2 separate regions of the Sus scrofa genome follow, and region 1 is linked to region 2. A link is a contact called in public Hi-C data. All regions are on one chromosome and are shown on one strand. Each heading gives the region's core, a stretch centred on a gene start, on an enhancer-like site or on the middle of the called end of the contact. The rest is flanking DNA. Distances are from core to core; before and after follow the strand shown. Region 1 holds the start of SLC25A10 (mitochondrial dicarboxylate carrier). Region 2 holds the start of MAFG (transcription factor MafG).

Region 1 (4,645 bases), core at 1,674-4,173, 130 kb after region 2:
CATGTCCGCAGGAGTCCCCACGAAGCCGCCAATGCACCCTGGCAACAACCAACATATCACCATGCGTAATGCTTGCCCCTCCACCAGCCCCGCCCCCCCACGGGCCACTCACCGCTGATGGAGCCCAGCAAGACCTTCTTGTAGAAGGGCAGGGGACCCTGGCTGCCCTTGGCCACCTGGTCCCGCACGGTCTCGTAGATGGCAAAGCGAGTCAGGGAGTAGGTCATCTGGGGAGAAGGCGCCCAGCTCAGAGGGCATGCTGGCACCACGTGGACCCCTGGGACACCCAGGGACCTTCCGGAGGCCACATGGCCAGCAAGCCGCTGAGCCAATTCACAAACCCGGAGCTGCTGAGCCAGGCCCTGCACCCTCCCCTCCCCGCCCTGGGCCTCAGTGTCCCCATTTGTAAGGGGCGGTGGTCCCAGGCTGGCCCTCCCGTGTGAAGCAGCAGCCCCGCCAGGCCACGCCACGCCCTGCACCCTCCCTGGGGTCTGCTAGCTCCCTGCGCCTTGCGGCCCCTCCTTAAAAGCCGCCTCGAAAGGCGAGAGTCGGTTCTGTGCCCACCGGGCACCCGCAGTGGGTGGGGTGGGGTGGGCAGGGCAGGGCAGTGACCCCAGGGATCCCCAGCTGATGAGTCCCAGCGCCCACGACCCCGGTAGGTGGGGAGCCCCCCCAGAGGCACCTGTCTGCATAGGGAGGCGCTCAGGCCGTTGTAGAGCGCCAGCAGGCCGTCGGAGCGCACCACCCGCAGCGCCATGCCCGTCATGCGCAGCCTCACCTCCTGCTGCGTCTGCAGGTGCACCTGTGGGGAAGGGGGCGCACCTGCTCAGAGCAGCACCCCACCGAGAGCCCGCCTGGCCCAGCTCTGCGCTAAGTGCCCTTACACCCTCACACCGAGCCTGTGGGCCAAGGGCCACCGGTGGCCCCGCTGAGACAGCAAACAGGCTCCTGCGGACTCTGTGCCCAGGCCTGGCACCAACCTTTCCAGGCTACCGTCTCACAAGAGACAACGTGAGCTCAGTCCCACCTGCCCTGGGACCTTTAGCTGAGGATGCAGGCGACTGCCGAGCCCTCTCTGTAGCCATGCCCCCCTCTCGAGAGGGACAGAGTGACGGGGACACCGAGACGACCTGAGGAGACATGGAGAGCGGGGGCGCAGAGGGGAAAGGGCGCCGGGGAGCTGGTGCCTGCACACGGCGCTCTCCCGACCAGCCGTGCCTGGGCAGGCTCCTGACTCTGCTGCTTCCACTCCTCAGGGCAGGGGGCAGGGTGGCCACCCGGGCAGCAGCCCCGTCCAGGCAGGAGGCCACTGTGAGCCAAGACGGTGAGCAAAGGGCAAGACCAAACAGCTTTAAAATTCTTGCTCCAAAGACATTGCTGAGAAGCAAAAACACTGGCCAGGCCTCCCCAGAGGCCTCTGTGGCTGCCGGATGCACCCCCGCACGAGCCACGTGCTCCCCAGGCCAGAGGCCGGGACATTCCTGTGGCCACTTAGGCCACCCACTGCCCGGCAGGCCATGGTCCGCCACACAACAGCACCTGGGGGTGGGGCAAAAGGCAGTGACCCTCAAAGGACCCCGGGACAATGGACGAGGGACTCTAGGCTGGCCGGGAGCCAGGCAGACAGTGAGCGTGACCCTCCGGGGGGCCCTGACCTTCCAGGGCGGGGGCCCAGAGACCCGGCCGGCATCTTTCAGAAAGTACAACAAAACCAGCCCTAAACCACCTCTGCCCAAGGGCCCCGCCAGACCGCTTCACAAGCCGGGGGCCACCAGGAGCCGCACGGGCTCGCCCAGGCGAGCCAGGTCTCGGATGCCAAGGGACTCCCAGCTGCAGCGCAGCCCCCAACATCTGCTAATCCTGCCTCTCCTGGTGGCAAGCCTGAAACTTAAGGGATGGCACTGCGTCAGCCCAGGACACAGGTGCCGTTCCTTCCAGAGGGCCAGCGTGGAGCACAGGCTGCTCTGGGGGGGGACAGGCAGGGGGTGGCCAAGTGGCTGCCCTGGCCCAGAGGCTCCACAAGCCCACAGCCCAGGCTCCCTGGAGCTGGGTCCCGCGACCAAAATATGCTTTGAGCCTCTGGCCCGACTCTTGCTGCTTGTGCCGAGAAAGGGGCAAAAGGCAACCCTCCCGCGGCTGGCCTGCCCTCCGAGACGACGAGGCTCTGTCTTCCTCTTAAAATGCCCCATGAGCATTTTCCACAAAGACAGCAAAGGAGGAACTGCTGGGGGAACTGCTGGCCCTCATCAGGCGGGACCTGCACCCAGGTGGGACCGAGGCTTTCAGGTGCTCACCCACCCCCGGGAGGAAGCGGCCCAGCGCCGGGGGGTCAGCCCACGCCCCTCCTCGCCGCCCTCCGTGTGTGCGCGGGACCCCTAGGCAGAGGAGGCGCGAGCTCCTGGGGCGGCGGGGGGGGGGGGGCGGGCGCGTGCGGCGCCTGGGCACGACCCTAAGTGCCCGCAGCTGCGCTCCCAGGGAACCGCCCCCTCAACGCGTCGCTCAGCGGAACGAAGCCTCCAGAGTACTGGGGGAGGGGGGCCAGAGAGGCCAAGGGACTAGCCCAAGGTCACCAGGTAGCACAGCGGGGGCCCCGGGGCACCTCCGCCGGGCGTTTCACGCAGGGCCTCCCGGAGCGACGGCCCGGCCCTCCGCCCTCGCCGCGCTCACCTTGAGCAGGTCCAGTGGGTGCGTGCAGCAGGCGGCGCCGCAAGACGCCAGTCCTCCGAAGTACCAGCGCGACACGCGCGCCTCGGCCGCCATGGCCCGAACGCCCCCGCCGCCGCGGCCGCCGCGGAGTGCAGACGTTCGGCCCGGACCCCGGCGCGAGAAGCCCGGACGCCGCCTCGCCCCCGCTCCGCCCCGGACGGACTCGACCCGGCCCGGCCCAGCCCGCTCCGCGCAGCCGCCCGCCGCCCGTTTAAAGCACAGCCGACCGCCCGCCCCCGGCGCAGCCAATGCGCCCGCGCGGCCGGGGGGCGGGAGCCGGGGGGCGGGGCCAGGGACACCCCGCCCCGAGACGGGGGCGGGCCCCGCGCCTTAAAGCGGCCGCGGCCCGGCAGGCCGGACGGGGCGGGGGGCCTCGCAGGGCCTCCGCGGGGCGCGGGGGCCGCGCGGACTGCAGGAAGCCTGCGGATGAGCCTGCCCCGCTCGCTCCAGGATCCTGCGTCCGGCCCCAATCTACTCCCGCAGCCCGCGGGCCACCCCGGCGCCTAGGGCACGTCGGCGAAGGTCAAGGCCTGAGTGGCCCGGGCGCTCGGCCTGCCCCCACCCCTCCGGGGGGCCGGCCTCCAGCAAGCGCCCCGCCCCTGAACTTGCACCTGGTGATCTCGCCGCAGCCCGGCAGGCCCCGGGGGTCCGCCCCGGGATACGCGGAACTGCTGGAGGCAGGAAATCTCCTACAGACAGCACGAGAACAGGGGCGGGGGCGAAGGCGGCGCCGAGACTGGCCGCCGAGCCCCCCGCCCTCCCGGAACTCGCAGCCAAGTCCAGCCTCGGGCCCGCTCTGACGAGACGGCCCCAGGCAGCCACCCTGAGGCGGCCCGGGCTGCGGGGAGGTGGCTGTCAGCAACCTGCCTGTCGGCTCCCGGCCCCTGCCGAAGCCGCGCACCCCCAGCAAGCCGGCAGTGCAGGTGTGCTGCCGGCCCAAAGGCACACCTGCCGGGCCGTGGAACCCAGGGCCACCGGAGGGCGGGGCCGCACGGATCGCTGAAGAAGCGGAACTGGAGCGCCCCGCTCCAGGCCAGGACCTGCGTCCTGCAGGACGAACTCGGCCACTGCAGCCTTCACCCCAACGGAGAAGGGGAGGGGACCGGGGAAACAACTGGTCCCCTGGGCCGACGCGCCAAGTCCAGCCTGGCCCCTGAGCACCCAGGGGTCTCTAAGTGTCGTTGGCAGACCCCACCTTCCCTCTAAGGCAGCCCCTAGATCCTACAGAGACAAGCCCAGGACTCTGACCCCTAAGGTCATCAGCTGGGGGCGTGAATAGAGGCTGCTGAGATTTCCAGCCCAGAAAGGCCAGGGCGGGGCTAGGGGCAGTCAGCCAGGCCCGTGGGTGCTTAGGGAAAGGACAGCGGGAGCGAGAAAAAGGGCCCACAGCAGTCTGGGGCTGAAGGGAGAGGGTGGGAGACCTGCACCGAAGCACCACGAGGAAATGTAAAATGTCCCCAAACAGCTCAACACACCCAGATAGCAGAGCCAACAAACTCAACTGTTAGGGTGTGGGAGGGGTGGCCTCCGAGCCCGCGGCCGGCACACCCCCTGCTTCCCACTGTCAGGTTCAGTCTGCGAGCAGGGCGGCTCCTGACCACAGAGCAAAGCGGCGAAGTGGAGGGGACTGCAGCCTTGAGCCCTGGGGTCTCCGCGACTGCCCAGAAGGCAGGGGTCCAGGCCAGGATGCCAGGGCTGGCTTCTCACAGAAGGAACCTGCCCCCAAGTTGGGGGGGCAGGACGGGGCACGGAGAAGAAACCTTGGAAAATGCCCAAGACTGGAACACCCTTTTTTAGGAAAAGGTAGATTTTGCAAATTATACATCAAGAAACTCCAAAAGACCCCAGCCAAATCCTCAAGTGGATCCTAGACTCGTGCAGAAGAGCGAGGGGGTGGGGTGGGCAGGCAAGGGGATCCCGCCCTCTGCAGGACCTGGTG
Region 2 (4,640 bases), core at 1,701-4,200:
AGGTTTTCCCAGAACTGCACTGCAGGGTCTCAATTCCACTTCCTCCCCTGGGCCCCTCAGGGCCCAGGCTCAGTGCCTGTAGGCGGAGGAGCACTCAGGGGACAGGGACGCAGCCTTCCAGGCCTAAGGGAGAAAGGAAACATGGGATGGCAAAAGTCACAGCAGAGTAAGCAAGGGGCCAGACCGCATCACTCGTTCCTGCCGGGTGGCCTCCAGAGGCCCCCATGGTTGTCAGTTCTGCCACCTGCCATGCCCTGGACCTGTGCCAGGTGGGGCTGAGGCTGGAGTGAACCCTGCTGCCCCGGCCCCATGGGCCCGGTGACCCTGGTGGAAGAGCCAGCTCCCTTGGCTTAACCCAACTGCCACTCCAGTTTCCCCACTGGAAACTGGTCCTAGGCCTCTGCCTGCCTGGCTGGGGCCCTAGCCCCACCCTTCTCTGCTATTCCGTTCCTGTTCAGGCTGTCCCCCTGTCCTGCAGCCCCATGCAAGCTGGGCTCGGGCTCCAGAACAAATGGGTCGGTGACTCCCAGCAGTATCTTCCCCAGGAAGCGGGGCAGGATGGGGGAGACGGCTTCCCAAGAACATGAGCCTCTCAGACAGAAGAAGCAGAGTCACTGATGCTTTAAAAATCAGCCTTTTGGGAGTTCCCATTGTGACTCAGTGGTTAACGAATCCGACTAGGAACCATGAGGTTGCGGGGATTCGATCCCTGGCCTTGCTCCGTGGGTTAAGGATCTGGCGTTGCTGTGAGCTGTGGTGTAGGTTGCGGACTCGGCTCAGATCCCATGTTGCTGTGGCTGTGGCGTAGGCTGGTGGCTGTAGCTCCCATTAGACCCCTAGCCTGGGAACCTCCACATGCTGCGGGTGCGGCCCTAGAAAAGGCAAAAACACACAACAAAAAAAAAAAAAAAAAAAAAAAAATCCAGCTTTTGGAGTTCTCGCTGTCACTCAGTGGGTTAAGTACCCAACATAGTCTCCATGAGAATTTGGGTTCAATCCCTGTCCTCGCCCAGTGGATCAGGATCTGGCATGGCTGCAGGCTTTGGCGTAGGTCGCAGATGTGGCTTGGATCCTGCGTTGCTGTGGCTGTGGTGTAGGCCAGCAGCTGCAGCTTGGATTCAACGCCTAGCCTGGGAACCTCCATATGCCGCAGGTGTGGTCCTATCTTAAAAAAGTTGGCCTCTTGGTCACCTCCCGCCCATAAATGGCAGCCAACTCCAGCCTGGGAGGATGGAGGAGTCTGGCACCGGGGTGATAAGTTATTGGTGAGCATCCACCAGCCCCAGCGCCAGTCACCTGGGCATCAGGGTTTCACGATGTCACGAGTCCCTGCTCAAGTACGGTGGGAGGAGGTTAACAGATGGAAACTGCCATAGCCCCATGTTGCCCGCCAAAGCCCTGCTGCATGGACTGTGTGCTCATAGCAGGACAGTTCAGATGCCATGTGCCTGCCGAGTGGGGCCAGGAGAAGGAGCTGGCAGCTGGTGATGACACCAGAGGAGACCGAGCCAAAAGGAACTCTTTCTTGCCCTCAGGGGCAAGTCTTTGTGGTTTAGTACCTCGAATTGAGGGCCTGACAAGTCAGGCCCTATACTCTGAGACTGGCTCCGTGCTGGAGGACACACCCTGTCCTCAAGAGCCCAGATGATAAGACCACTACATGCAGCCCTGCCAAGCAAAAGGTGACAGAGTGCTTTGGGATTCAGAGGGAAGCTACTGGAGTCTGGCAGGGAGGGTTTCTGACACCTTGATGCTCCAAGGCTCTAGGGGCCACCTGGGTGGCCTTTGTCGTTCCTTCAGTGGCACTGAATTCCCATAAGGATCCTGCCCTCGTCCCTGGCTCCTCCCTCTTTCAGCTCATCTGATCTCACTGACCTGTCTGGTGGGGGGGGGCGCGACCCTTCCTGACCTCACACCTGAGAAGAGACGTCCAGAATCTGGAAGTAGAATTGGGTCCCTTCAGTTTCCCTTCTTCCTTTCCAGACCTCTTTCTCTGGGGATTTTGAACAGAAGTGAGAAGTCCTTACAGAAAGTGTAGAAACTTTCTGTAAGGGTCCATGGGTCCATGGACGGGGACCTAAGCTCGGGGCAGACGCTGGTGAAACAGAAAGGAAAGGCGCACCCCCTACATCAACTATGAATTCAACAGATGCTTACTGATGCCCACATTCACCGCACCCACTCTGAGCCAGACGGGTTCTAGGAGCCGCCTGAGCCCGGTCCCTCATGTGAGGTCTCGGGATGCTGGGTGAAGACAGACCACACTACTCAGAAGCCTTGGAGGCGGCCTTGAGCTTCGGACAAACCCTTCGCCTCCCTGAGCCTGTGGGTCTCCTGTGAACCAGACAGCTGTTCCTGGCAAGGCTGAGGCCCGCTCCGCAATTACGGAGGCAAGGCATGCAGAGCCTGCCGGGGAGTAACAGAAACACCATGAGGACCTTCTCCATAATGCGTACGGACCTCGGATCCGCAACAGAAAACCGGACACGTGGCCTTTGCAACGTCTGCGCACAAGCCTCAGGAGAGCTTCAGAGGACCACGAGGCCCCGCCTCAAAGGGGGCGTGGCCGGACAGGGAGCGCGCGCCCGGGCCAGTCCCGCGAGACCTCACCCATCGGGCGCGGCGCGCGTTGCCAGGGCGACGGCGCCCGGCGCGCAGGCGCAGTGCCGGCGCGCTCTGCCGCCCGCCGCCGCCGTCGCCGCCGCCGCGCCTTCCCCTTTAAGCCCCAGCCGGTCGCGTCGCCGCTTCATGAATGGAGCCCACGTGACCAAACATCATGTGACGTCTGAGGAGCGGCGGCGGGCGGCGGCGGCGGCGGCGGCGGCCGGCGGCGGCGGCGGCGGCGGCGGATCCCGAGCCCCGAGCCTGGTCCGGCCCGGCCTTCCAAGCGCGCTCGGACCGGCCCGCGCAGGCGGCGAGCCCCTACCCCGGGCCCGGAGCCCCCGCGCGGCCCACTCCCGCGCGGCCTCGGAGTGCCCGCCCCGCCCCGCCCCAGCCTCGGCCCGCCGGGCCCGCAGTGTGGTGGGTGAGTGCGGCGGCGGCCGGGCCGGGGCAGGGCGCGGGGCAGCTGGGGGCTCCGGGCCGAGGGCGGGCTTCCGCGGGGCCTCGGCTCCTTCGGGCGTCCGGGGCGGCGCGGGCCGGACGCTCCGAGCTTCGGCTCTGCCCCGCGCCCTGCTGGCGGCCCGTGCCTCGATTTCCCCACTAGTCAGAAGCGGCTTCCTGCCCTTGCGCCTGGGGTGCTCGGGTGGGCGCGGGGGTGCCCACAGGGGCGGGGCGGGGCTTGCGCGGGCTGGCTTGCTGGGCCGGGGCGTCCTGGAGGGAGGGGCGGCCGGGGTGGCGGGAGGAAAGGGTGGGGTCGATCGGGGAGCCCAGGGCTCCGCGGAAGAGCCTGGCCGTCCCAGCCTGAGCTGCTGATTCATCAGGTGTCTGTGTTAACGCCTCTCGGACGCGGGGGTCCTTGGAGGCCGGGGGGAAGGGGGCGGCACGTGGGGGGTGGCTAGGAAGACCCTCCCCGCGCCGACTTCGCTCTGTCACACTCGTGCCAGAGCCCAGAGGGAGACTTGCTGAGTCATCAGCATGAGGTCACTCGATGCTTGTCCTGATGCCTGGGGGGATTTGAGCGAGGGGCTCGAGAGGCTGGAAGCGAGAGGTGAGAGCTAAACCAGGGAGTGGGAAGGGGCTAGGCCCCAGGCTGGGGTGCCTGCTTAAGTTCGGGCTGATGTGCGTGTTGAAGGTTTGGGGGGTGAGTAAATGGAGGGACCGCTATTCTTATTATTCTGGGGTAGAGGGTGAAGACCCTGGTCCGTCCATCCCCTCCCCGGCAGGCTTTTCTCAGGCTGCTGGTCCCTGACCCGCGTCTGGGACAGTTCCCCAAACTGGGAAATAGTTCTCTGAGTGAGAAGAGGGAGGAGCTTAGGGGGGCTGTGCTTGCGGGCTGGGAAGCCGGCTTTCCTTATGACTGGTCTGGTTGGCCAGGCTGGGCAGCCTCTGGGCGGGGAAGATGGGGAGACAGTGGGAGAAAGAGGGGTGCCTGTACCCGGTTTCTGGGTAACAGTGGACAGGGCAGGGGGCATGTAGGTGCAGCTCTACCAGGAAATTGCCAATGAGAGGAAGCAGCAGGACTTAGACTTCAGGGGAGTTGGTGTCTGGTGAGCAGGCCCTGCCTCTCTTCACAGCCCGCCGTGGGGTCTGGCTCGAGGCTGTGGGTGGCGGTAGCTTGGAGGGCACCCACCTTCAGGGCACTGGACTGGGGTGGACGGCATGGGCTGAAGAATCTCAGTCACCCCGGATTGTTCTGGTTGGGCTCAGGGTTGTGCAGCTTAACAAAGAAGGTGGTCCTGATGGGGTGGTGGTGGGGACTCCTGGGGAGGGAACTCCAGCCTGAGGGTCGTGTGGCCTGAGCCACCTTCCTAAGTGAATGGGTGGTTCCTGGTCTCCAGGGGCGGGGGTGGGAGTGGGGGTCTTTCCTCTAGACCAGAGCTGATCCTTTTGCCCAGGGGTTCAAGGCTAGGTAAGGCTGACCTTGTGCTTTGTCCTCAGGCATTACTTCCGCTCCCCTTCACCCCAGCCCTGGGCATACAGATGCCAGCTGATCTTTTTTTTTTTTTTTTTTTTCCTGGCCACAGCATGCAGTGGCTTGA

What was found. Hi-C and Micro-C count contacts between places; a contact is called where the count stands out from the background.
Region 1: a contact with region 2 is called in a Hi-C map of liver, with 3 times the contacts expected there. The contact joins the promoter of SLC25A10 here to the promoter of MAFG in region 2. A contact is called at or near these places in 1 of 47 Hi-C or Micro-C datasets (liver) and 2 of 2 datasets of contacts at active chromatin or transcription factors (alveolar macrophages and skeletal muscle).

What each region holds. Positions count from the first base shown.
Region 1 is chr12:1,194,516-1,199,160 of Sscrofa11.1, forward strand. SLC25A10 (mitochondrial dicarboxylate carrier) reads right to left here and starts at 2,924. Exons shown (of 11, transcript XM_021066468.1): 1 at 2,668-2,924; 2 at 683-802; 3 at 113-227; 4 at 1-38. The coding sequence starts at 2,760.
Region 2 is chr12:1,066,124-1,070,763 of Sscrofa11.1, forward strand. It overlaps MAFG (transcription factor MafG), which reads left to right and starts at 2,951. Exons shown (of 3, transcript XM_021066420.1): 1 at 2,951-3,025.